Linked DNA regions of Hordeum vulgare: region 2 is linked to region 1. A link is a contact called in public Hi-C data. All regions are on one chromosome and are shown on one strand. Each heading gives the region's core, a stretch centred on a gene start, on an enhancer-like site or on the middle of the called end of the contact. The rest is flanking DNA. Distances are from core to core; before and after follow the strand shown.

Region 1 (6,413 bases), core at 1,887-4,386:
GTTTCCATCATGACGGAACATCCCGGACAGCTTCTCGACCTTGCACACTTCTTTCTTCTTCGATGCTGAAAAATTTGACGTTGCTTCACATTTATTCTCATCCCTAGCCTCTATTCTAGCAATTCCGTCCTCATGTTTTTGTTTAGTTTTTCGAGGATGGTAATTTTAGTTGTAAAGCATGACAAGTTTTTGTTTGGATGACAAGTTTTAGTTTTTTAGAGTTTCTTTTATGGCAACTTTAGTGGTAAAAAAGTCGAAACGGTGTTACTTCGTGCCACATGTATTTCACTTATCATTTGGGTTTAATGATATAATCCAATTTGAGTTTTTTAAGAGCATGTCCTTACTGATTGTACAGCCTTGTCACTAGAAACTATAGTGGAAGAGAAGAGAGGCAAATTTATCTATAATAGTCCCAGGTCTTTTTCACAAAAAACAGAAAATAAAATAAAAATCAACTAGCACTTGCTACGTTTCAAGGTTCTTCCATGGTGAATTGGTTTTTTTATCGAAACAATTCCTTAGTTAACACTATCTTAAATTTCATTTCCTTATTTGACACTGAACAATTTTTTCCCCTATATAACAACGAGTCTAAATTTTATGCCCTTTATGACACTTTTGTTCATTTTAAGCCTAAATAACATCTAAAAAGACTATTTTATCATTTATGCTAGCTACTATATAATCCTATGTACCTCTTGTAATATTGTACCTTCTTTATGAAAGGAATACATATCAACAGACTTGATACGAGCCTGCGGCAATATCTAGGCATCTCGCGAGTGTGTCTCGGTGAGTAGATTCAGCGATCAAAGACCGACCTGATAGTTTCATACGTGCATGTGCATGTACTAGTTTACGTAAGAAACCATCCACCCCGCTAGCCTGCCTGCTTAGGTTACGTGTACGTACGCATCTTTTTCTTGGAACCGATCGTCCGGCTAGCATGGATAGCTATTGTGTACGTACGTGTTTCCAAGAAAAGTACTCGTCTCGAGCGACGTCCGACACAGGCCTATGCCAACAAGAACAAGAATTAGATGGACAGTCCCCTTTCCTGCACTTACGATTAGATGTGCAGAATGAATCTTGAATTCTTATAAAAATGGTAGAAATTGTCAAATTGAACGCGGCCAGGGTGAACGAACAGAGAGACAGGGATGACCTGGGAAGAAAGCACAAGGGCGACACAAGGGTGTAATTCCGTGATTGCTCACGGCAAGTCACCTAAACAAAGATCTTGAAGATCGCTAGATTTTTTTAAGGAAAATCGTCAGATCAGTCTGTTTAACGTTGGAGTTTGGGGATCAAGAGAGTGTGAGTGGGCCTACTTGTTGCATGTTAATGGGTTACTGCCATGATGTGAGGCTGCTTGCTGGTTCGGACTGAGGTCATATTTTTTTCACTACGTCCTTCTTTTAATGGGCTATATGTAAACTGCAGGGTATGGGCCAAGGTCATTGGGGTCAATTGACCCCGGCATATAGCTCCACCGTTGCAGCGCACACAGCACCAGCACACACACGCGCACACACACACGCAACACCACACATACGTTGCAACAGCATGCACACGCGCACGTAGCAACACATGTAGTAGCACGCGCACACACACAAACATACATGCAGCAGCACACACGGAACATCAATACCATACATGTATGCGTGCACACACACGGAACAGCACACACACAAAAATATCGCATGAGGGGCAAAATAGTCTTTTTAAGTATTATCTAGGCTTAAAATGAACAAAAATGTTATAAAAGGCATAAATTTTAGACTTGTTGTTATATACGGAAGAAATAATTTGTGGATGTCAAATAGGGCGTAAAATTTAAGCTTGATGTTAAATAAGGAATTATCTCTTTTTTATCAGTCTTGTTGAGCGAAATGTGTGAACTTAAAAAGATGGTATTATCATTTATTTGTAAATTTTTTGAACGGTCACCAGAAGGGAGGGAATCCCCACCTGAATATATTGCTCAAAAAGCTGCCAAAGCCAAGAGTCATCTCTTAAGCTTTGGCTGATTCAGTTTATAAGAAAAACTGGATCGAAAACTTGAACAAGTTGACCCAGTTTATGAGGAAAACCAGGCCGAAAACCGGGCCGAAAACCATACAAGTAACATGATTACACAAGATTATAAAAAAGGACGCCGAGGACAAAGCCCGACCTAGCTAGCAGATCGAAGGACGAATCCATAGGAGGAACAAGTAGATGTGGGGTGTCGTCGAGGGATCACAATACCAAGACTAATCAAGCAACCTAATGCACCACACCGGCGTGCATACCGAACCTCACGACATAACTCAGAAGCAACGACAACCAACGAGTGACAGCACGAACCTTGACTGGGGCTCCGCCATGAGAATCCAAAACGATTAGCAAGTTGAGGAGGCATCTTGCGTCGTCGAAGAGCAAAGATGAACCATGACAACACCAAGAGCACTAAGCTCACCGCAACACAACGGCCGCCAAGGAAGGGACTTGAACATGCATAGCAACACGACCGACACCAGGGAACACCACCGGAGATGGACACATAAGAAGCATGTCAGCATCTACACAAACCACCGTCGACCCCAACCGGCCGCACGACCACCAACAACATTCCGACAACAAGCAACACCCACACAACAACCATGTTGACCCCAAAGATGATGCCTTCAAGAAGGTTGCGACGCTGGTTGCGCCGCCATCATCCGTACAGGAGGGCCTGGACTGGGGTTTCCCCCAGGGTTTTGACGAGGAGGGTGCAAACAACAAAAACAACAACGCCTCCAAGGAGTTTAACGGCACCCACAGGTGCCGCCATCGCCGGATCCAGTTGGAGCAAGGCTTTCGCCCAAGTTGATCTGACACACTCCCGAAGATCGGTTGAGTGAGGTGAGAGCTGATCTGCACGACCACAAGGGACCATGGCCGCCCTGTCGTAGCCCATGGTCAGATTCAGACCACCACAAACTGGCTGGAGGCTTTTCCAACCCACCGGAGGCGCACACAACTATACCGAAACTAGAAGGAAGTAGCGTCGCTAGACACACCATCGGCAGGCCCACCTACACCACGTAGAGGCCACTGCCCCAGGAGGACTAGCAGCTCAAACCAACACCGTGCCGGCCAGAGCACACTACATACCTCGACCGAGAAGGATGCCGGCTCGGCCGAGCAGGCCGCCACCATCCTCCCCCGAGCTGAGCGCCAGCAGCACGCGCGGAGGACCCCCGCCACCGAGCACCGAAACCTTGCCGCTGACGAAGTCGAGCAGCACCACCGCAACGCAGCCCGTGGCCCACATAGGCAGACTAGGAGTGGCCAACGAGCAGTGGGCGGGGGGAGGGGGCTGCCACCCCACCCCAACAAGGCCAGCTAGGACAAAAAACCAAGCCAGAGAGGCTACCTGATCCACCCAACGCGCCCGGTGCCGGCGCCGGAGAATCCATCCACCGGATCTACACCCCTGGCCACAGGATCGCTGTTGCCAGCCACCGAACCGGGCGTGTAGGACACCGGCCAACTCAGCGAGCTCCATCACGGCAACCGCCGCCATCCGAGTGGCCGAGAGCTAGCCGCCCCGCCTCCAAACGGCCGCCAAAGAAGTGCCCCGCCGCCGCCGTCCCCGGATCCAGTCGAGCTTCGCTGGCCGGAACCTCTAGCGGCGGCGAGACAAGGGAGGGGAGGGGGTGGGTGAGTGGCGGCGCTAGGGTTCGCCCCCCGAGTCGTCAGGGAGAGCGACGCCGGGAGGGGGGTGGGGGGGAGTCAATCGGAAAAAATAATAATCACTAAGTTTCATTTATTTGTAATCGTAAAATGGTATACTGTTTTGAAAAGCACAGATTGCTTATTACAAATGCTCTTCCGTATATAACACACAGAGCAAGTAATTTCCCTCTGAAGTAATTCTCTGTAAACCCAGAACACTCCTGTTCTTAACCGGCACTTGGTAGCGGCTAAAACTTTGCAAGGGTTGGTGGTGCCCAGACATAGCCAAGAGTCGGCACGTACCCCGTCCTCTTGCTCAACTCATCGGCCTCCGGAGGACCCCGGGTTCCCGGTTGGTATGGTAGAGCCTTGAACCTGCCACTATCGATGTCGTGCAACAAGGGAGTGAAGATCTGCCAGGCAGCCTGTTGAAGCAGTGTCACGTTCCCAACAGAAATTCACAGCAAAAGAAGCACGGATGTAAACGGTACAGTGTACAAACCTTCAGCTCGTCTCGGCGAACAAAGTGCTGCTGGTCACCTCTTATCCTGCCAAAACATTGATCGATATCATTGAGTACATTGAGAGCAAGGAAGAATGTTTGTTCTTTCAGACGGAAGGCGAGAATTTTTCAAGTTATATATGGCGCCACCTATTTAATTGATGGGTAAAGGGCATGAAGGCGTGCAGATAATTGAATGTGTCACAAACAAATTTAGCAGAAGATGAAGGGTGGACCGGCACATACGTGTCCAAGATAAGACGCTCGTATGCTTCTGGGATTTTTATATCTTGGTACCGTAGCCCGTAGGATAAATCCAGCTCGCTTTGTTCTGTTGCCATTTCGAGCCCTGGTTTCTTTACCTGCCGAAAGTCATCAAGTTTGTTTAGACAAATATCAGTCGGCAGCTACTGTATCTAGTTCTGAACCTTAGACAAGCAGTTGTACATACAGTTAATTTCATATACATGGCTTCCGATGGCTGCAGGCGTATGACAAATTCATTTCTTCCTTGTTTCTTGCCTGTACAAAGGTAAATAGCAATAAACACAGAAGAGCTATTTTGATCCAATAAAAGAAAAAATCAACTTTGATACTAACAAGAATAAGATAATATTTTGAGACAAACAGGTTCATAACAATCAACAGCATCGGAGATGATTTGGCACCATTTTAGTTGAGGCTTAATATTACCATGGGGTTCAACTTTGCGCAAATGATATAGTTAAAATGATAGATTATCCCTAACAGTTCTAAAGAAACTAAATGCAACATTATGAAGCATTTCTTGAGCTCTTTTACTCATGAGAAGATGATCAATTGTCGTCAGTACTAAACATGCATAAGCAGGGTTAACCCATGTCAAAGAAACAATGATTATACAAATCAGTAAGGTCAAACTGAAAGTACTCGACTTACTTGAATTTAGTGGCCTACCATGTAGCAACTCATCCCATGCTTATATATTGTAGTAACTTCTATAGGTTGTGTGCTCATATTACGGGTATCACATCATTACACGTTTTAAGCAAGTACTCTTCATATCAACATATTGGGCAGATCTATAGTGGGGAGTTGGAGTATTCTTTTTAGTAGTTAAGCACTGTAAAATCTACAACATCAATAAATTTGTCTTTCCTACTGTTCGCCCACCCCCCCCCCCCCCCCCCCCTTTTGCAAGACCAAGCTTGATGATGGTACATTTGGAAAGGAGAAAAGCATCAGCACATACATCTAAAAATATCGCCTGGAGCATCCTTGAACTGCACACGTATCTCTGCTTTCTTAGAGCTTAGTGCTTTACCAGCCTTAAGGACGAAAGGAACTCCTACAGCACAATTATTCAAATGTCAGTACTGAAAGATAAATACGGGGATCTGAAAATTCCATGTAGTTTATAATGCAGTTTCATTTTTTCACTACAAAACAGAAGGGTATATCAGACGACATCTTCCAATCGTAACAAGAAACCGTATCGCACATATTTCAGGAACATGATGCAGGACTGATAATGTCGTAAGACTCTTTTGTCGCAAAAAGACACACAGTTCAGATGGAAAAAAATGTGGATTCTGGATTAAGAAATATACTTATGATGTGATTTTTGAGCTTTAAAATAAATAACCAGCCATGGAAGAAGTACAATATACCATCCCATCTCTCATTGTGTACCCTCAGCACAACGGATGCAAAAGTAGGTGTGTTGGATTCATTTGGCACTGTTGGATCATCCTTGTAGCCATCATATTGCCCAAGGACTACCTCGTCATGCTTTATAGAGCTCACTGATTGCAGAACCTGACAGTGTAAGATGAATTTACTTCTAAGCAATAAAAACAAGGAGTTCATACTTAGGTATCACACCAAAAGTCCAAAGGTCGATTTTCTATTAAGTAGATATAATATGGAGCATAGTATGATTTAAGGAGAAGCAAGAACCTTGACTTTCTCATCTCGTATGTGCTCAGGACTAAGAGAGACAGGCTTTTCCATGGCTACCAAACAAAAGACCTGCAGATAAGATTGATAGGCATTAACCAGAGCTCTAAATTCCTGAAAAGAGAAACAGTATCCTCTTTCGAGGAATTCTAATGTCCGACAGGTAGCTGCTCCGCCCTGCTCGAAAGATTTAATATGAAAACTATGACGCTATAGAACGCTAATCATTCTGAATGACTGCAAGCAAAATATTAAGAAATTGCCA
Region 2 (6,413 bases), core at 2,772-5,271, 250 kb before region 1:
ACAATTCCAACCGCCGCAAGTTCCAGAACCACGAGATCCAATCTAGAGCCCTATTTCGGCACTCCGTCAGAGGGGAACATGATCGCGGAGGACTTCATCATCCTCATTGGTGCCTCTCCGATGATGCGTGAGTAGTTCATAGCAGATCTACGGGTCCGTAGGTAGTAGCTAGATGGCTTCTTCTCTCTATGTATCTCAATACAATGGTCTCTTGGAGATCTATTTGATGTAATGCTTCTGTGCGGTGTGTTTGTTGGGATCGAATGAACAATGAGTTTATGATTAGACTTTCCTTGAATTTTATATCCAATCTTGATTATTATAGTCTCGTATTTCTTCTGTGATATTTTGGTTTTGTTTGGCCAACTTGATCTATTTATCTTGCAATCTGAAGAGGTGCTTTGTGATGGGTTCGATCTCGTGGTGTCCTTTCCCAGTGACAGAAGGGGCAGCAAGGCACGCATGTATCGTTGCTATTAAGGATAAAAAGATGGGGTCTATTCCTACATGAATAGATCTTGTCTACATCATGTCATCGTTCTTATTGCATTACTTTGTTTTTTCAAGAACTTAATACACTAGATGCATGCTGGATAGCGGTCGATGTGTGGAATAATAGTAGTAGATGCACGCAGGAGTCGGTCTATTAATCTTGGATGTGATGCCTATATACATGATCATTGTCTTGGATATCGTCATTATTATTTGTTGTTTTATCAATTGCCCAAAATTTGTTCAGCCACCGTTGCTATTTTCTTGAGAGAAGCCACTAGTGAAATCTACGGCCCCCGGGTCTATTTCATCATCATATACTTTCAAATCCATGTTGCTATTTGCCTTTTCCTTTATTTGCAACTTTTATTTTCAGATCTATATTATCAAAAACACAAAAATACCTTGCTGCACCTTTTTGTTATTTATTTTATTTCGCATCTACGAGAGATTTTTTATCCAAACTATCATCAAGCTATCTATTTTTTTTACCGTGAGGCATTGACAACCCCTCTGTTACGTCGGGTTGCAAGTGTATGTTATTTGTGTGCAGGCGCCGTCTACATAGTGTTTCTGGATTCTCCTACCGGTTCGATAACCTTGGTCTCATCACCGAGGGAAATACCTTCCGTTGCTGTGCTGTATCATCCCTTCCTCTTTGGGGAAAATACCGACATAGTTCCAGCGGCATCATGTCCTACGACATGCACATCATCCATGATTGCATTGTGAGGTCGTTAGACCATCTCAATAAGTTTTGTCACGTAGTTTCTCAGCTAAAGGCAAGGTGGCCATTTGCATGAGGAAGAGGAGGAGGTCTTAAGTTTTGCTTCTTCTTCCTCAACGTGTTGATTGAATCATTCATTCACTTAATGTTGCTATTCATTTTGTGTAGCCCTTATGTGATGTGGTGATGCGAGAAGACAGAGGGATGGACATTTACATACACACACTATTGGATGAAACCCAAGGAACAATATGTGTGAAACACATGCATATGATCCGTTGAAAAACTTGTTGGACATCCAATTTGGGTCATTGTTGTACTTGCATGCTATGTATAAATGATTTGTGTTATTTTATTTCCGAATTTTGATAATACCAACCGATTTGCATGGATTTCTTCTCCTAAGTCGAAACCCGACTTAAAATGTATGCATGCAGCGTTGGATGGCCGACTCTGATATCCATGTCCGCGAACTGGTCTCCTCTTGTCCACGGATGGATATCAGAGCAAATTTGCGGGTCAACGTTGAAGATACCCTTATACACTAGCATCAAATGCATGAAAGTATATGATATTGTCCACCGCAACTAGTCTTATAGCCAACAATATAATAGTTAGCTATAATATATATACTATTACAATCCACCTTACATTCTCACAAAAATTCAAGGAGCATGTTCATGCAATAGAGGCAGATATCATAGACTTTCGGTTTGCAAATATCAATCGTTTTGGCTTTGGAAAATTGCAATTATTGCCTGCTTTGCATTCTATATCTATCTACCTAGTGTGCACGCTAAATAGAGACAAATGCTTCTCCCTGCAAGAAAGAAAGAGAGAAAGAGATGAATGCTTGTGTCTTTTTGTTTTGTTTTTGCGAAGATGCTTAAGTTCATATATTAGGTACTATAAATCCTTACAAACATACCTTTACAGAAAATACAAATACATTTAAAATCTTGGGTGCCAAAGTCTTCTCTCTCCTGTATCCATCGACGACGCGTTGTGAGCATAGCTCAATCTCTATATCGGTGGAGAAAACTTTTAAAAGCCTAGAATATTGTAGAAGTAGCATCAGGAAGATGTCGATGTTGACCAGCAAACGTCGACGGTCGTGATGTGCGAAAAAACTCACACGCGTGAAGAAAACAAATCAGTATGGGCTTGTAAAACCCCCATAGACCACATAGATCACAAAAGTTGTCCTAATCCAAAGGGACCCCTAGAAACCTAATCACGAGAGATCTGCCAGAAAGATAGCTTCACACGCCCTTCATCAACGAAGAACGCACCAACTAACGGGGATAGGGTGAGGATACCATTATTCCTACCCTGGTGCAATGCAGTTGCTTCGCCATCCCAAACCAAACACGAAGACTCCATGAAGAAAAGCTAAAAAGAATCACCCAGGCCATCGTGCTACAAGTTCGGTCTGATGTCAAGATTGCTGTTATCTAGAACCGTGCACCGACACCCTATTCTTCGATGATCCAACCAACCAGACCACTGATGAAGATCTTCACGCTGGATCACTCCAGCCACCGCTATCTTCACCAACGTCATTGTCGTGCACCATGTGATGCAGGTTGCCGCTCGAGCACACATATTCTTTTGCCGTCCCACAACAACCCTCCGACGCTTCCACAATAGGACCCCTAATCCAGACCTCTTTTCCGCCGTCCCGGTGACGTGCCCGGACGAGGTGAGAGGGGCAGAAGATGGGTGGTTGTTAGGATTTAAAGAGAAGGAATTTCCAATCCAATCACTTTTTGCATTAGTATGGTTGAACGTATCGTCGCCTCACATCATGAATACGATTCGTGATGGGTCTCTTAGAACATCTCTATCAGACCCCACAAAAACAGTCAAACATTTAAATTTATAGTTTGGTTGAAGAAAACACACCAAAAAAATCTTGTAAAACGGTAGATCTCAAAAATATTTTGCACGCCCCGTATATTATTACCTATTTACCCTTTACTTGTAGTTTTCAAATCAATTTTTGAGGTAAACCGTAAACAAATCAACGCCAGAGCAGGCGACCTAGTGATGCATCATGCAAGTAGGGAGCAGGTGGAGGAGCTCGACAACGGCCGCTCAAAGCGTCGTTGAAGCAGGGGGCTTGAACACATGTGGCACATAACATGGGCGGCCGTCGAAGGCGTGAGCGGTCGTCCTAGATGCGACCGGTCAGGGACACTCGCGCGGGAGGCCGTCGGGATCAGGAGTGGTAGTTGCGGGTGCACGAGGCTGGCTGACCTCACGGCGACTATTTTTCGGTCATGGCTAGTCGGCGACGGACACGAGAAAAAGGAAATGATTTTTCTTTACATTACAACTTTACAATATCTGTTTTAACGGAGCCAGTTTCATCAGTTTACATGAAATTGCAAAATAATTTTACAGTGTCAATCTGTTAGAGACGCTCTTATTTTCCAAAAGGCTTGTGTCTCGTACGAACTAAGTTATGCGTAGAAAGTAGAAACACGCCGGGACTGCTGCCGGTGGAGACACTATTATCACGCTGCTAGTTGTTGCTCTGTGGTAGACAAACCAGCTGGTAGCACTCTAGCTTACAACCATTAGTTTCACATGAAAATGAGGATATCGATGAAAACTTGTCTTTCTTTTCTTGTGGGAAACAAACAATGGCATGGCGCTCTAGAGAGAGAATATTCGGCCGATACGTTGCGTGAACCCGCCCCAAAAATAGAGGAGGCCGCAAAAGCCAAAAGGCAAAATCGCGTCGCCCCTGACGCCTCACTCCTCCCCTCCCTCACCCATTCCACCCCCTCCCCCCCTCCCTCTCTCTGGACCGCACCCGAACCGAGCGACGCCTCCCTTCCGACCCATACCACACCCACTCCGCGGCGACGACACCGGCGGCCGGCCCTAGGCGTGGACGGAGTCAGGCAAGCTCTCCGTTCTTCGTTCCGTCCCTCACCTCGGGCGCGGGCCTCTGCTCCAGCCGGAGGTGCGAACCCGGCCCCAAATCACGCGATGGTAGCTAGCCCAATTCATTGGTTCGGCGTCGGATTTGCGTTGCTTGTCACTAGATCTGGATGTGCCGGATGCATAATCGCTCATGGAATTGGGCCGAGTCCACAATTTTCGTTCTACGATTAGGATTCCCCGTTCGCACCTGTTCGTTCGTCTGGCTCCCGCATGTTGCTTTATGCTGGCGTGCCTGAATGCCTGGAGCTTTAGTTAATCAATTTCACTGCATATTTCCTGATGCTCGTGTGTGCCTAGTCGTGGTTCAGTTAGTTTTGCAGGACGATTTGGGAGTATATGATCTTATGTAATGGATCAACACCAATTTTAATCACAAATCATTTTTTGCAAACTGACAGCGTTACCTATTCGTCGTGTCAGAGTTGTTTACTATAGTCCGCTGCTGCTAATACCCAGTTTCAGAGAGGGAGAATAATAGGATACTGGTGTAGAGCGGCAGCAATTTCCGTCCATGGTATGCACGATCAGTAGGAGGGCACCAGTGCTCTAGATGGTGGACGTTACCCTGCTTAGGTGCTAGCTGCCACCCTAGTATCTAGGCGTCTGCCTAATCCTGACCTACTAGAATCTGGAGGCCACCTGGCCGCCAGCTTGGTGCTTTTTAGACTACTCCAAGGCCATCTTGCCTAAGCGGCAACCTCATTTCCTGGTGCAGTTGGTTCATGTCATCCATGCCAGGAAGGATGATAATATTGTTATTTGTAGCATTCCTCATACTATCCTAGTCCCAAATCAGATGCTAAGTCTATGTAGGTTACTGGTTACCTGTATTTTGCGCAAGCAGTATCACCTTATGATTTTATTCCGGCTCCACGCTGCTACATGTCTGCTTTGCCAGGCTACACTTCCGCTTGCCTCTGCCACCACCACATCTCCTTCCGTACCGCTGGGCCCACTCTGACCCCATTTCCCGCTATCTCACATTGGCCCTGTTTGGATCCATGGGCTAGAGTTAGTTTGAGCTAGTTTGGGTTCAACTAGCCCTAAAATATCCAAACACAAGGGTTAGATTGGAGCTAGTTGCATCTAACCCATCTAAAAAACTAGCTCACCCAAGAGGTGCTAATTGGAGCTAGTTCTCATGGGGTTCATTAAAAAATATTTTTCTCTCTCTCTTCCACTAGCCAAGAGATGCTAATTGGAGCTAGTTTTCATGGGGTTCATTAAAAAATCACTTTTCTCTTTCTATAAAGTGCATCTATTGTCAATCTAGCCCTTTCATCCAAACACCTATTTGGCTAGAGTTAGTTTAGGGATAGTCATGAGCTAGAAACTAACTCTAACCACTAGCTAAGCTAGAGTATCCAAACAGGGCCATTGCTAGCACACTCCTGAAGTCTGAAGCCATCACTGTACCTATCCGGTTTGCCAAGCTGGCTGCACTAAATCCGAAAGTCACCTCTGGTACCTTTAACCAACTAGGCGATCTCCCCGACTTGCTCTGCTAAGGTTGCCCCGCCACTTTTTTAGAGAACTTGTGCATGTTCTTTTGTTCCTCTTATCTTAAAACTAAGAACACAAACACCGTTTGTCTTGGGGGATATATAGAGGACTAGAGGATGAATATAGAACCCTGTGAACATTTGAAAAAGGACCCAGTTTACAAATCTCTGTCAACTCACAAGCCCCATATCCTATCACTGGGGCTACTTTCCACGTGGAGCTCTTCTGGAATATCCATACTCGGTTGTCACATGCTAGTCAACTTTTGAGCCGAGTTAATTGATCTCTTTGTTTTTTTGAGGCTATTTTTTCTCACAAATCTGTAGTGAAAACTAAGAAGCTTAAAGAACATAAAGTAACAATATACCTTAATAATTGTAGCTGCTGCTGCTTCTTTCATGGTTGATGTTAACACTCATGATTTTGGAATATAGTTCCCTATGTCCTTAGGTATTGTAATCATTTTGCAAATAAAAACTGTTTAACATTGTACCAGGGAAAGTGCTAAGTAAGAACTTTCAATGAACATGAGTTACCTTTGCTATTCCCTAGGAGGAACTCCGAATAATTTTGGGTGTGTTTGGTAGCCTGCACCAAGGGTGCATGAGGGCAGCAGTTCCCTTCTCAACCCACTTTTGTCTGTTTGGTAGGGTGTATGAGCTCTACTCAGCATGGTCCATCTGATGCAAAAAGGCCCCTTAGCATGGCTCCCGAGCGAATGGACGATCAGGCGTTC

What was found. A called contact is a pair of places that touch in the nucleus more often than the background predicts.
Region 2: a contact with region 1 is called in a Hi-C map of seedling, with 4 times the contacts expected there. The contact joins the promoter of LOC123402922 here to the enhancer-like site in region 1. A contact is called at or near these places in 1 of 6 Hi-C or Micro-C datasets (seedling) and 1 of 1 datasets of contacts at active chromatin or transcription factors (embryo).

What each region holds. Positions count from the first base shown.
Region 1 is chr6H:336,742,269-336,748,681 of MorexV3_pseudomolecules_assembly, reverse strand. LOC123401382 (glucose-6-phosphate 1-dehydrogenase, cytoplasmic isoform-like) reads right to left here. Exons shown (of 16, transcript XM_045095168.1): 10 at 6,149-6,220; 11 at 5,860-6,007; 12 at 5,442-5,537; 13 at 4,662-4,732; 14 at 4,457-4,572; 15 at 4,211-4,256; 16 at 3,780-4,133. The coding sequence ends at 3,957. Among protein-coding and RNA genes, the nearest start is that of LOC123401382, 6.6 kb to the right of the region's middle. Within about 2 kb of position 3,136, at least 2 of the 3 cell types and tissues checked have open chromatin away from gene starts, as enhancers often do. A contact at or near this core is called in seedling, where this site is marked.
Region 2 is chr6H:336,994,666-337,001,078 of MorexV3_pseudomolecules_assembly, reverse strand. LOC123402922 (F-box/kelch-repeat protein SKIP30) reads left to right here and starts at 4,021. Exons shown (of 2, transcript XM_045096890.1): 1 at 4,021-4,222.